2 separate regions of the Sus scrofa genome follow, and region 1 is linked to region 2. The links are chromatin contacts, called in public HiChIP or PLAC-seq maps. All regions are on one chromosome and are shown on one strand. Each heading gives the region's core, a stretch centred on a gene start, on an enhancer-like site or on the middle of the called end of the contact. The rest is flanking DNA. Distances are from core to core; before and after follow the strand shown.

The links. HiChIP or PLAC-seq counts read pairs in DNA pulled down with a chosen protein or histone mark.
Region 1: an H3K27ac HiChIP or PLAC-seq map of skeletal muscle shows a contact between it and region 2. The contact joins two enhancer-like sites. A contact is called at or near these places in 1 of 5 promoter capture datasets (liver), 2 of 47 Hi-C or Micro-C datasets (embryonic fibroblasts and epiblast stem cells) and 1 of 2 datasets of contacts at active chromatin or transcription factors (skeletal muscle).

What each region holds. Positions count from the first base shown.
Region 1 is chr9:53,538,460-53,545,767 of Sscrofa11.1, forward strand. All of the region lies in intron 5 of KIRREL3 (kin of IRRE-like protein 3), which reads right to left. Among named protein-coding and RNA genes, the nearest start is that of ST3GAL4, 66 kb to the left of the region's middle. Within about 2 kb of position 3,387, at least 7 of the 83 cell types and tissues checked have an H3K27ac peak or open chromatin away from gene starts, as enhancers often do. A contact at or near this core is called in skeletal muscle, where this site is marked.
Region 2 is chr9:53,450,086-53,457,178 of Sscrofa11.1, forward strand. It overlaps a transcript of ST3GAL4 not described here. Among named protein-coding and RNA genes, the nearest start is that of ST3GAL4, 22 kb to the right of the region's middle. Within about 2 kb of position 4,271, at least 25 of the 83 cell types and tissues checked have an H3K27ac peak or open chromatin away from gene starts, as enhancers often do. A contact at or near this core is called in skeletal muscle, where this site is marked.

The DNA of each region.
Region 1 (7,308 bases), core at 2,137-4,636, 87 kb after region 2:
CTCCTGCCTGGTCCTTCCAGTCCATTTCACAGCAGTGTGGTCCCCACTGAGAGATGGGGGGTGCCAGGGAGGGGCGTCTCCCGCAGCATCCAGCACAGAGCCCAGTGGCTGATGGGAGCGTCATAAACCTTTTCTCCTTCAATGCAGTCATGCCTTTGATCCCCATGACAACGGTGGGATGCAGGGTGCACCGTTATGAGGATGGATGACCATTGTTTGGAGAAGAGGCCCAGAGAAGTTATGTGACTGGCCTGAGGTCACAGAGCCCCTTCCGATGTTCTAGCCATGGATGCATGAGGGTCTCAGGCCTTTGTTCCCTGCCTCTCCTTCCCAACAAGCCAGGAAGGGCAGGGCTCCCTGGAGACCAACTGAGGAATCCCAGGCAGATATTCCTCCCCTGGGAGAGGCTGGCCTGTCAGCTCGGGAGTCTTGGGGAGGGCTGAACTGCATGTTTGCTCAGTGAAAGGATGAAGGGTTCACTGCGTGAGGAGTTGGGGTCCTTTGCCCAGCAGCCAGAGAGAGTCCATCCTTCCAGCGGAGCCCTGTACAGGCTTCTGTGCCTGTGGGCTGGGGAGGCGGTAGCTCCAGGCAGCCTGACCTAGCAGCTCAGCTTTCTAGCCCACTCCCACCTCCTCAGGGCACCTCCTACAACCTGCCTGGCTTCCCTCCCTCCCTGGGCCTCCTCCGCCTGCCTCCAGGTTCCTCAGGAAACTGCAGGAGACTCTGAGGCCAAGTAAGGACTGAGGCAGCAGCACTTTCAGCTATGGCTCTCCCTGGTCCTTCCCTGGCCTCCAGGAGGCCTAGTTCAGAACAACAGCCCAGTGAGTGCCAACTCCCAAGGTTCTATTTCCTGAGGGGGGAAAAAAAAAAACCCTTCAGGGCTTCCAAGTTGCTCTCATCAGCCCCCAGACCCTGCCAGGATCCTGGCCCAGGGAGGAAGTCAGCCTCATTCAACCCTGCCCAACCTCCTAGGGGGCCCTGGGTGCAGACAGATGGTGGGTGTGGGCTGGACCATAAAGGCAGCCCTCCTCCCCTGCCAGCCCTCTACCCCGTCATTAGTGCCTGTGGCCTCCTGGGTGCTGAGCGGCCAGAGAGCCACAGGGAAGCTAATGAGGGCTTTCCATGGATGGGGGTGGGTGCAACAGTGCCAGGAGGGGATTTTATCTCGGGGGCTTTGGGCAGCCCTTCCAGGAGGGAGGGCTGGGCTGGGGCTCCTGTTCCCTCCCTTTGTGGTGGCAGCTTTCTCCTCGCCAGCCGCCCAGGATGAAGGCGCTCAGGCTGAGCTTGCCCAAGCGCCAGGGACCCTGGAAAGAACCATCTGAAACGTCCGGAGTGGAATAAGAACGGGGCCATGGCATGTGTGGGCCTCTCAAGTGGGGCGTGATTAGGGAAAGTGCCCTAAATCAGAGGCCAAAGCAGGAAGGCCGTCCTTTTCCTGGTTTTATTTCCTCAGATACAAAAGGTGAAAGTACAGCAGGGCCCCTGGACCGGTCCCCTGGCACTGACATTTCACGGGGCCTGAGACAGGGGTTCTCAACCTCGGCTGTATCTTACAACAGTCTGGAAGAGATTTCAAGTGTCCCGTTGCAGGCCACACCCCGACTGGCTAAATTCCCCATCACTGGAGGTGGACCCGAGCATCAGGGCTTTTTAAAGTCCCAGAGGATTCTGCTGGGTGACCAGGTTTGAGAACGGACTGTCTCTGGGCCTTTGCTCAGCGTAACCTCCTGTGATCACAGGCAGAGGAGGCCTTTCCTAAGTGTGAGGGCAGTGAGGGGCCAGGCCCTTCCTTCCTGCTTCTTTAGTGCTGTGTTTTGGGATACAGGGTTAGAGGAGGGGAGAGGGGAGTGGGTCTGTGCTGCTTGAGTGCTCAGGCACACACATGCATGCGCGCACACACACACACACACACACACCCTCAGAATGGGTCCTGATTACATCTTCCTGAATAAGTGGTTATCGCGCTGGTTATTCATGTAACCATGCATTATTGATCGGCCTTCGCCTCGGTGCACACCAGATGGGGTAGGAGGGGGTGCGGATGGGGCTGATGTGCGGGGGCGGTGGGGGAGGAGTGGGGAGGTTTGGGGGCCAGCCGGCTGAATAGAAATCAACAGTGGCTCTTGGCAGCTGCAGCTCTGATGGGAGGTGGGGGTGATTCATTACCCCTCCATTCAGACTGGGGCCCAGAGCTGAGGGGCCAGGAGGGGAGAAAGCCTGGAACAGCCCGAGCCTGGAGATGCATTATTCATAACCCCCCTCCCAGGACTGGTTATTATCCCGAACCACTATAGAGCTTGGTCTCCTAATTTTTAATCACAGGGAAGGTGGAAGCGTTAGCCTTTTGTGATTAATCCGGAGATAAAAATAGTTGACTGTTTTGGTGTTGTCTTGTTGTCAGTCAGGAAAAAAAATGCATTAACTGTTGGGTGACTGAGGCCTGGGCGGACCTGTGTGGATCCCAGGCAAAGTTGGTCCCCAGAGCTGGAAGCCAGCCCGGGGATCCCACCCTGCCTCGGACAGGGCTGGCAGGAGTAGGGGGGCTGTCTCCTCGGAGCTGCTCGTGGCAGGGACACATCGTGTGAGTTAGGGGTCCACAGTCACAGGGTGGCTGGCTCTTTGCCGTTTCCCCTCCTGTCATCTGGGATCCGGGCAGCCATCTGGGGGTCTTTCTCCTTGCTCTGCCCCTCTCTGGCCACCAGTCTGGCGGATGGTGCCACCGGCGAGGTGGGCAGGGTGGGCACCCGCTCCCCTTGTGTGGAAGGGATTCCCTGAGGACCTTCTCCCAGCTCTGCTGCCAAGGGCAAGGGGGCTGGCGTGGAGGGGCAGGCAGGGAGGCACAGACAGAGGGGCCAGGAGGCCAAGGGAGAGCTGCCCGGCTCCAGCTGGGAGGTAAAGCTGTCCTTTCTTAGGCATGAGGGTTCTTTACACCCTTTCACAGAAACAAGGGCTTTTGTGGTGAAAAGTTGTATAGAACCAGCCCCACTGCTGTCACCAAGGAGTGCTCCTCTGATCAGAAAGCCTTGGATTTCTGGACCAGAGCAAAAGCTAGGGGTGACCACCTGACCGTCCTTCCCACAGGACATCAACTGGACAGAGAGCAGAATGGAGCTGGGCCCAGAGGCCTTCCACTTCCTTCTGGAACAGCTTGTTGCTTCTGGGCGCAGCTCCTTTGACACCCTGGTGTGGGTTTGCCCGGAGAGGCTGGGAAAATGCCCTCAGTACCAGGTCCAGGTGTTCTGATGGGGGTTTTCTCCAAACTCCAGTGGGTCACCTGAGGGGCCCCCTCTGGGCTGCCAGGATTTCCCAAATGCTCAGTCAGCCTAGATGGCTGCTCTCCAGACATGGCGATGGGACACACCTGCTGACAGAGATCAGCTGCGCGGACACGCAGCTCATGTTACCAGTGGCAGCTGAACCGGTCGGGAGGTCAGCCATGTGGTCCTCTGGCCCCCAATAGCTCCGGGGCACCTCCTAGATGCCAAGCTCTGTGGAGGGCAGGCCCAGGTCTTGGTCGCCTTATGCACGGTGCATTCTCCACAAGCAGTCAGTTCAAAACACTGTCTGCTGGTGTCCCTGCTCTGCTCCAAGCTCTCCGGGGTGGGGGGACAAGGGCCTCTGGATGCTCCCGGGACGTAAGGTGAACTTCTCTCCATTGCCCACAAGCACCTGCACCCAGGCCCCAGCGCGCCTCTGGGACATGGGTCTGTTCCAGCCATTTCACCCTCACCACGTCCCACCCCCACAGCCTTTCTGTCTGGAAGGCTCTTTTCTGCGTCCTTGTCCTGCCAGTTTCTTCCTGTCAATGACGGTGCAGCTTAAATGTCACATCCTCAGTGAGGCCCAGCCACCCTGCTCAACAGCCCCTCAATTACTCTCCATCACGCCAGCCCGCTTCTTTTTTCTTTATCCCTGGGTTCGTTTGTTATCATCCCTTATGGAAAGAAGGCTCCCTGACAACAAAGAAAGACCTTACCTGGGAGGTCCCGTTGTGGCTCAGCGGGTTAAGAACCTGACTAGGATCCATGAGGATGTGGGTTTGATCCCACGTCTCGTTCAGTGGCGTAAGGATCTGGCGTTGCCCTGAGCTATGGCATAGGTAGCAAACGCAGCTTAGATCCCATGTTGCTGTGGTTGTGGTGTAGGCCAGCAACTGCAGCTCCAATTCGACCCCTAACCTGGAAACTTGCATAAGCCGCAGGTGCAGCCCTACAAGCCAAATAAAATAAAATTTACAAAGACCTTATCTGTCTTGGTCACTGCAGTATGGCCTTATTCAGATCCGTGGCTGGCATACAGTAGCTGCTCAGTGAATGTTTATGAATGAATCTGTGAAAGATCCCTGGATGAGTGGTCTGTCATGGACATTTGCTTCTGGGGCCAGCAGTTTTTATGCTGTGTGTAGGGGGGTGCTGGGTAGAGTTGGGGGTGGCAGATGAGTGTGTATTGGGGCGGGATGGGCAGCTGGGGCAGCTGTGTAGGAACTCATTATGGTGGGACCTGGGGGACCTGGCTGTTTCCTGCCATTTCTGGAGAGGGGAAGCCTGAGTGGGGAGGACTTGGGGTGGTGGTTCTCGGCCTGATTTCTCGTTAGCACCAGGCGCCTTGGTTAGGGACATCCCCGGCAGGGTGGCAGAGAGCTTCTGGCTTGGAGCAAAGAGGAGGTTTGCCATGAAAGGTGCTAGTCCTGGCATCAGCGTTCAGCCCTGGGCCCCCGGGGAGTGGGGGAGGGTTGGGAGCAGGCTGAGTTGGTGCTGGGGGTGGGAGAGCTGACTGGAGGGGCAGGGGACGCCTCTGGGCCCATCCTAACCAACACCTCCCACACTTTCAGAACCTTCCTCCCCGTGTCCTGGGTGCACAGGGAGCCAGCTTTCCTTCCTTTCCTTTTACTCTTCCTCCATGTCTTTGTATTTATTTTTTTCTTTTAGGGCCTCACCCACGGCACATGGATGTTCCCAGGCTAGGGGTCGAATCAGGGCTACAGCTACTGGCCTATCCCACAGCCAAAGCAGCACAGGATCCAAGCTGAGTCTGTGACCTACACCACAGCTCATGGCAATGCCGGATCCTTAGTCCACTGAATAAGGCCAGGGATAGAACCTGCATCGTCATGGATACTAGTCGGGTTCATTGCCACTGAGCCACAATGGGAACTCCCCCTCCCTGTCTTTCTTTCAGTCTCTTCTATGTCACAGTCTGAACATACATAGTAAAACCAGACACAGCCTGCCCTCCTGGAGGGGATAAAGAGAACTTGGTTACTCAAAGTGTGTGCCTGGGACAGACCTGCAGCCTCTGTGTCACCAGGGAGCTTATGAGAAACCCAGAAGCTTGTCCACCATGGGACCTCCTGAATCTGAATCTGTGATAATTTGTATCTACATTAATGTCCAAGATAATTTGTATCTATATTAATGTCTAATCCCCACTGCTTTCAGGGGTTCCTTGGATGATTACTAACTGATGAGAGCTTTGAGAAAAGGCTCAGTGGACAATGAGAACACCTATGGGGCCCTTGGTCCCTTGGTTGGCACCTCGTGACTCCCTGGGCTAGTGACTCCCTGGGCTAGTGCACTGCTATGGGATACTGGATTTGAAGGCAGACTCCAGGATGAATGTGTTTCGTAACTGGTTCCGTTGCAGGGTGGTTCTTGAACTTGGGATGATGGAGTCCTTCTTTTCTGGATCACTCTTAGGCATTCTTCCAGATTTAGCTAAGGTGTTGCCCAGTCCATAAGGTCTTTCTGGAATCTCCTGGTTGGACCAAGTGATTTTTGTCTTTGAGCCTCTATCACGCTGGGTATCCTTCTGTCTCTATATCTCACCTCTTCTATGGAAATGATCCGCAGGTGTTTGTCTCCCCTAGCCTGCAATCTCAACCATCCTGGTTGTTGCCACCAGGCCGAGAGCCTGCTGCTCCAGGGACTGGGGACATCCCATATGTGTCTGTTGAGCTGAACCTGGCTTCAGTCTATCCTTTTACAAACTGTATGATTGTGGGCGAGTTACCTAACCTGACAACATTAGCCCTCTTATCTGGGAAGTGGGGCAATAAAGACACCTGCAGGGTTGTTGTGACAATTACCTTTATCATATGAAGGTATGTAAAGGGCTAGACAAATATTATTAATGTTTACGTTTTTTTTTTTTTTTTGCCTTTTTAGGGCCACACCCACATAATATGGAGGTTCCCAGGCTAGCGGTCGAATCGGAGCTGCAGCCTCCAGCCTACACCATAGCCACAGCAATGCCAGATCTGGGCCACATCTGCTGTGACATCTATGCTGCAGCTTGCAGCAACACCACTGAATGAGTACAGGGATTCAACCTGAATCCTCATGGATACTAGGTGGGTTCTTAACCTGGTAAGCCACAATGGGAACTCTGATTATTAATGTCTACTTTTTAAGAATAATACTTAGTTTTGTTTATGTGGATGGCACTGGGCCAAGGTGCCTTCTTGTTTTATTCTAAGTACCCTTTGAAATAGGTGCTATTAGGATCTCTATGTCATAGATTAGGAAACTGGGGCTCAGAGAGGGCAAATTACTCAGCAGGTAAGGGGTAGAGTTAGAACTTAAATGCAGGTTTACTCACTAGTCAGCAGACCGCACACCTGCCTATGAAGCTGGGGCAGCACCTCACAGCCTTTGCCATCAACCCTCCAGCCTTCATCCAGACCCTTTATCCCTAGGCATTAGGACCCTGCATTACCATCCCCCAGCCTGATTTCAGAGGGCGTGGGGAAGCATTGGTGGGCTTGTAGTTTGTGATCAGAGATGTGTGCTAAGGGAGCGGAGGAATGATTTTTGCCCTTCAGATCCTCCTATTTCTCACTTTTGTCATTCTGCCTTGCGGTCAGGTTCTTGGCCCCGGTGTCATTCCAGGCTCCAGCTTCCTCGCGCACATCGATGCACCACCTAATGGCCAAAGTGCAGAACTGCACATAATTGCCAATGCGCAGAACTGTCTTGTAAATACAGGACTGGCATGTGCCAGTTTTTAAGGGTGTGCTTCTCACTTCCAGCTCAACATGCTTTCAGAAAATCCGTATTGAGTGCCTACGATGTGCCAGGCCCTAGTCAAAGCACTAAGGACATAAAAATCTCCCCCCAGTGAGTTTACATTCTAGTTGAGAGACAGACAATAAATGGACACGTGCATAGCACAGTGATGGGTGTTGGTACATACTAAAGAGAAATAAGACTGGGTGGGGAATAGAGAAATTCTAAGTTGGCCTCCAGGGCTCTCTTCTGGCTTTCTCCCATTCTCTCTGGCTGCTGCTGTAACTGGTGGTCTTCCCCAGGG
Region 2 (7,093 bases), core at 3,021-5,520:
GCTGCTCCTGGCGTCTGGCCTCCCCAGATTCCCGCCAGGCTGCAGCATCTTTGCTCCTGGGCTCTCCTGGCCCCCGTCCTGGCTCAAGGCCAGAGAGGCCCCTCGAAGACCTGCTTCCCCTGTGCCCCTTAGAGGTCGCTCAGGTCAGGAGGAGGGAGGCTGGGTCAGGAGGGGACAGTGGGAGAGATGTAGGAGCCAGCAGGGGCCCACCCTGGGAACCCATGGCTCAAGGGTCATGGGAAGGGAGCAAAGCAGGAGACAGGTGGTGGCAGAGACCGAGGGACCCAGGACATCTGGGCAAGTGAGAGTAGTTGATACAGAAATAGCAGAACTAGAGATGAGCTTCACATTTTGTTGTGATAGAAGATGAAACGTGCACATGTAGTGGTGTGTGCCTCGGCCTCGGCTGGGTGGGGAGGGACCCAGGTCCTCAGTGTGGTCATCTGGAGGTTTCAGGAGCAGACCTCTGCTTCTGGAGGGGGCAAGTGCCGTATTGCCGAACATGTTCAAGCTTGGACCCATGACCTTGACGGGGATGGTGCAGAGGTGTTGCAGGCATTGGAGGGCACATTTGTGGTGTGGGATGGGTTTGAAAACTTGCAAGGCTTTTTCTTCCCTGAGATTTTAGGGGTTTGTATAACCTCCCGGAAGCTCTCATGTTTGTTGCCGTGTTCTTCATGCCTGACATGATGTCTAGCAAATAATAAGTGCTTAGTAAATATTTGTATGATGAGTGGATGGAGGATGGAGGTCGAGTATTCTGACCTTGTCCTCACTGTGCCCCTGCTTCGCTTTTCCCTCTTTTCTTGGGGCAAAGGGAGAAGAGTTTCCCTTTTGACAGCTGAGCTCTTTGTCCAAGGGCCTGGCCCTGCAGCCCATTCAGACACCACAGAGGCAGGCAGGAGACCTGGGGGGTGGGGGTGGGGGGGGCAGGAGTCTGCCCCCCCTCCCCCGAGGGCCTCCCCCCATTCCCCATCCTGGGCCAGCTGATCACATTCCCGCCCCTGTCCTTCCTCCTCAGCCCAGCCTTCAGGACTTTGCACAGCCTGATCCTAACATTCCCTGCTGTCCCTATGTCAGCTCTCTCTTTATTTGGGTCCAAGAAAAGCACCCCCCGGGGTGGAACCCTTTCAGGTGTCATTTCAGGAGTGGGGAAAACTCAGGAGTCGGGGTGGGTTGCCCCTGGCCTTGCTTCAACCCAAACAGTTTCCTTCTTCCACTGCATGGTGATTTTCCACATAAAATGTTTTTCTTTTCTTTTTTTTTTAGGGCCGCACCTGCAGCATGTGTTAGTTCCCAGGCTAGGGGTCAAATCAGAGCTATAGCTGCCAGCGTACACCACAGCCATAGCCATGCCAGATCTGAGCCACATCTTTGACCTCCACTGTAGCTCATGGCAATGCCAGATCCTTAACCCACTGAGCAAGGCCAGGGATCGAACCCACATCCTTATGGATGCTTTACAGCCGAGCAACAAGGGGAACTCCTCTTTTTAAAAAAATTTTTTTTTCATTAAGGTATAGCTGATTTACAATGTTCCTACAATTTCTTCTGTACAGAAAAGTGACCCAGCCACCCATACATACATGTTGGTTGTTTTTTGTTTTTGTTTTTGTTTTTTGTTTTTTGTTTTTTTTTTTCCATTTTCCATCATGTTCTAACACAAGAGACTGGATAGAGTTCCCTGTGCTGTACAGCAGGACCCCATCATCTGTCTGTTCTAAATGTAACTGTCTGCATCTACCAACCCCAAAGTCCCCCACCGTCCCCCTCCCTCCCCGCCTCCCCTGGCAAACACAAGTCTGCCCTCCATGTCCATGATCTGTTTCTGTTTTGTAGATAGATTGTTTGTGCCATATCTTACACATAAGATTTCATTTGAAAGTGGGACAAAGGGTGTCTTGGCTTAAAAATATTTTTATTTGGGTATTCCCTGGTGTGGATCTGGTGTTGCCACTACTGTGACTTGGGTCTTGCTATAGAGCAGGTTTTATCCCCGGCCCAGAAACTTCCACTTGCTGTGAGTACAGACAAACTTTTTTTTTTTTTTTTCCATTTGAAAACCCCCATTGGGTTCCAGTAGGACTGTTCTTACTTCCCCAGCCATGTGTTTTCAGCTCCTCGCCTCTGCTCCCACTGTCCCCTGACAGTGGCTTGGGCCCAGTTGGCAGCCCGCTTTCTACATGGCAGATGTCTTCAGCATCCTGCATGGGCCTGCTCTGAGGCCTCTTTGATGGCCATGTACACTTGTCACTTCCCCTGTTCCCTCCACTCTCCCCCGACAGGTACTAACTTGTGACATCAGGGGACCCTGTTCCCCATGGGCCCAGAGGGGCTCAGATGGGGCTGGGAGGGCAGGGCTCTGAGACGGGTGGATTGTGTGCTTTCCCAGGCTGCACAGCCTTGGATCCGACAGAGCCTCTGTTTCTCCTCTGAGCAACTCACACTTGTGAATGTTTCAGATAACATCTCAGCGCCCGGGGTCCAGCCCTATAAATGCCCAGTGGTGGGCTTTCTGTGATTCAGGGCAGGGCCCAGAGATGGAAGAGTGCCTTCCTCCCTGGCCAGCAACCCAGGCAGGTGGACTTTGTTGCCTCTGTCTGCTCCCAGCTGTGTGGCCTCAGGCAGGTCTGGGGCTTTGGTTCGCCATCAGATTCTCCATCTGACAGTTGGACTAATAGCATCTGCTGAGGCTCCTGGGATCATGGATGATAGCCATGTACAGGCTGGCAGTGTGGGTCGCTCAGAGGTCTGGGCTGATGTTTAGACTGTAGCGTAGGACCTGCCACTATCTTACTCCCGTTGAATCCCCAGCACCCAGCACCGCGCACAGTATCCTGTAGTAGCTCTTTCCTTTTGCAAAGGAGGGTGCTGGGATTCAGAAAAATACCTTGCTGTTTAGGGTCACAGAGCGACCCTACCCCAGTCAGGGGCTACCTCAGGAGCAGCCCTGGACCTCTCTGGAGCTCCATCCCACCTCTGCCCTCATCTGTCCCTTCTCTGAGGCCCTGGTTTGTCCTCCAGGTTCTAAATATCTGGGATTGTTGAGGCTGAAACCCCCGGGGCGGGGCTGACAGTGGGACTGGGTGGGGTGGGGCCAGTGCTCTGGAAACGCCCCTCCCTCCCTGTCCTGCTTTTCCTTGACCTGCTGTCCCTCACTGAGAGGGTGTGTGAGGGCTGCTGGGGGGTTCGTGGAGGGGAGCTAGCTCAGAGGCTGTGTGGGCCCTTCTCTCCACACTGGGTCCTCTTTCCCTTCCTTTATTTATTTTTTTTTGTCTTTTTTGTCTTTTTAGGGGCGCACGTGGGGTATATGGAGGTTTTCAGGCTAGGGATCCAATCAGAGCTGTAGCTGACGGCCTACACCACAGCCACAGCAACATGGGATCCGAGCCGCGTCTGCGACCTACCTACACCATAGCTCATGGCAACCCGGGATCCTTAACCTGCTGAGCGAGGCCAGAGATTGAACCCACAACCTCATGGTTCCTAGTCAGATTCATTTCTGCTGCTCCACAACACCAGCTCCCCTCTTTCCCTTCCTTTAGAGTTCTCTCTCCTCCCGTTATCCCTCTTCGTCCATGCCTGTCTCCTCTTCTTTCCCTTCCCTGTCTCCCCCGCCCCTCCCCAGGCCTCGGCTTCCACCCTGCCCTGCCTCACGAGGTGGCTGGGCTTCGGGTGGGTGTCCTGCAGGCTGTGAAGGTTCAGGAGCACTTTCTTTTGCTGGCAGCCTCAGCATTTTGAGTGAGATGCTCTTCCAGCCGTTGGGTCTGGTGAAGGGACAGAGCCCGCCCCAAATGTGGAGGGCTCTGATCTTAAGCTCAGCTTCCCGGGTCCTCAGCACCTTCTTGGCCATCTTCCTGGGCAGGAAGGTGGGATCTGGTCCCGGAGCCAGAGAGCCTCCAAGGAAGAGCCGGCTGGTGGAGCTTCTCTGGGCTCTGACTTCTGCCCTCTGCCCTCCTCTCTCCAGAGCACAATCTTTTTCCCCCAAAGGTACCTGCTGGGATGGAGGAGGCTGGCCAGAGCAGGGAGGAGATTTCTGCTCAGATGCTTTCCAGGTGAGCACATACAGCGAGAGTGTGTGTGTGAGAGAGAGTTCGCACACACGCTATAAGTGTGCAAATGAGTGTGTACATGGGTTGTGTGGCAGAGAAGACACAGGCCTGTATCCATGTATGCAGAAGAAGGGGGTGCACTGGTATGGGTCTGGGCCCCCCTCCAGGCCTTCACTGTGCAGCTCTGCTCTTAGCCCAGATCTCTCGCCTCTGGGCTTTGCACTGAGGCTTTGCTCTGTCTTGGGGGCCAGCTGGTCCCCTGCTGTGGTCTCACGCAGTGGTGACTGATCCCTGGCCACCCATTCAGCTGCCTGGGGGCCTTGGGACCGGTGTTTGCCCCCACCTCCCCAAATGGAGGCGTGTGGGGGCTTCCTGCCCGACGTCTCAACTCTGCCAAGGCGGAGGGAATGGAGAACAGCTGCGCTGGCTGAGCCCGGCTCTCCGTATGGATTTGGTTTGACAACAAAGCTCCCTCTGTGTGTTCTCAGGCCCCTTACATAACCAGGGCCGGGGAGGCAGGCAGGAGGCGTTGGAGACGGGGACAAGGAGACACCAGGATGGGGTGGCTGGAAAGGGGACAGGGGCTGGGAGGAGAGGGGAGGGCAGTGAGAGAGATCGACCACTGAGAGGGAGGGTGAGTGGGAAGAGGGAGGAGAAGCGCCATGGTTCCACTTTCTGCCTCCCTGGGTGGGAAGAACACCGATTGTGGGGTCCTCTGACCTTGACCTGTTGATGCCTCGCCTTCCTTTCTGGGGCCCCACCTGTCAGCCCTGGACCTGCCGAGGTCAGGGCTGTGTGCCCTTCGGGGAGGGAGGCCAGACAGGGCTTGGGGCTGGGCCTGAGAGGTGTCCTATCCCCCCCTGTAACCCATCACGTTCCTTAAAGAGGGACTCATTCTCTGCCCTGGCCTCAGGCCTTCTGCTCCCTCCTCCTAGGCCCCGGGCCTGGCTCCGGAAGCCCCTCTGGCTACTCTGTCTAAAGTGCTGCTGAGGCTGAGGGTGTGCTGACCGCAGCCTCTGCCTCTACCCCTAAGGTGGCCCCAGGCTTTCCAGCTCCTCAGCCTCCATCTCTTCAGAGGCCCTGTGGCCCTGTCCCCTGTGCGCCACCTCCCTCTGAATAATCAGATGTTCTCTTCTCACCGCCACTGTCCCTGCAGCTGTCCAAATAGAGCCCGAAGAAAATGTTCTCTTTCCAGAACAGCTGGACTGACAGGCCGGGAAGGCCAGGTGAGCTGGCCAGGCTTGGCTGTGTTCTTGGGGGTGGGAGGCACCCTGATCCTGACAGCCCTTCGGCAGCAGGGAGCAATCCCACCTTCAGATGCCTGCAGCCGGGGCCGGTGGTGGCTTGGTCTCTTGGGTCTTCTCAGGGTCTGCGGCTCCTCTGTGCCTTAGTTTCTCCAAGTGCTCTGGCACCAGGTGTCCTTGCAAAGAGCCCCAGTTGTGATCTGGCCCTGAGGGTGGTGCTTGTCCCCAGACCACAGAGGACTAACCGTTCCCGTTCTTCCAGCCTGAGAACAAGGGTGGCTCCTAAAAGGGCAGAGAGAAGCTGCTGGCAAGGCCTGGGATTTTTCTGGGTGTGAATGACAGAGAACCCGGGGTTCTGGCTCTTGGCTTGACATCCCCTCGGCACCACCCTCCATTAGATTTACGGCGTCTTCCCAGGGACATTCTGCGGGACCCCAGGCCAGCGAGCAGTTTCGGGGAGAGGCAGTTGGGTTGGGCAAGGCCCAAACTGGCTGAGCAAGCCCTAGGCTCTGGAATCCTCAGTCCCGCGGCCCTAACTGCCCCAGACCTGCCCTCTCTTCACTTCCCCAGGACTGGGTGCCAGGATGATGCTGGAATTGCTAATGCCTCAGGGCTTGAGCCCACAAGGGCTTGAACAGGGCAGGAGGTGGCAGGGGAGGGCCGAGGAGTTTCCTGGATTTGCTTGTGGGAAGATCAAGTTTAGGCGCAGGTGCAGAGAGGCTGGGACAGGCCAGGAGGATGGTGAGTGAGCCGTGGGTGCTGGCGGAGGTGCCCTCCAGCAGCGCAGCGGCCTCTGCCCCCCTGCCTGACCTTAGCCACAGGCTACCCCAGGACATCCCCCCAACCCCTGCCCCTGAGGACACACCTACCAGGCCCCATATCCTCCTCCTTTGCTTTTCTGCAGCCTCAGTCTGCCTGAGAACGGCAGGGGCAGGTCCTCCTTCTCAGGAGCTGGGCTTGGCTGCCCTGGGGCCAGGAGTGCAGGGTTTCCCTTTACCCAACTTCTGGAGGTGAAGAGATCCCCAGAGGGCTGGCTGCACCACTCCCTACCCTTCAGAGCTCCAGGCTCCCTGACTATGACCCAAGGGACCTGCAGCCTGACAAACAAACTCGGCTGGAGCCAGAGCTGAAGTTGAAGGAACCTGCTGGGCAGTGCCCTGCATGAGGGATGGAGGAAGAGAGCGTCCTGGCAGAGGGGGCCCTGCAGGCCCCAGAGGCTGTATGTTGGGGCCAGAAGTGGGGCGGGCAGGGAGGAGGAGGAACGAGTGCGTGTGCGTGTGAGTGTGCGTGTGCGTGTGTGTGTGTGTGTGTGTGTGTGTAGGGGTCATGTTCCTCTGTGTTCATTCTGCGATGTCCTCCTGTGTTTGAGCAGGGATCCGTGTGTTTGTATTCAGTGAGGTCTTTGTAGGTTTTCAATACCGAGGACCAGAGCAGGGTTGGCCTGAGAAGAGGCTCAGAGTGTCTTCCCGGTGCTTCCTGGCTTTGGGGTGTGGATGGGGCTGTGGGTGCTCAGATCTGCCTCTGCGTTTCCGAGCGGGGGCTGGGTAAGCCTCTGGCAGGGAAGGCCCTGGCTCATCTCTCATAACCTGAGCACCAGCCAGCCCTCCTGCCAGCCGCCCACCTGGGCCCTGCTCCAGAGGGACTGATGCAGAGACTGGCAGGTCTGCACCTTCCCCAGCGGCACCTAGAATGCTGGCCGCCCCTCCTCTTCCCTCATGGGTAACCTTTACTTTGAGGAGAGTTATATGGACAACTGTTTTGTCGAAAAGTCTTACTAATGTGAAGCAACCTCAGAAG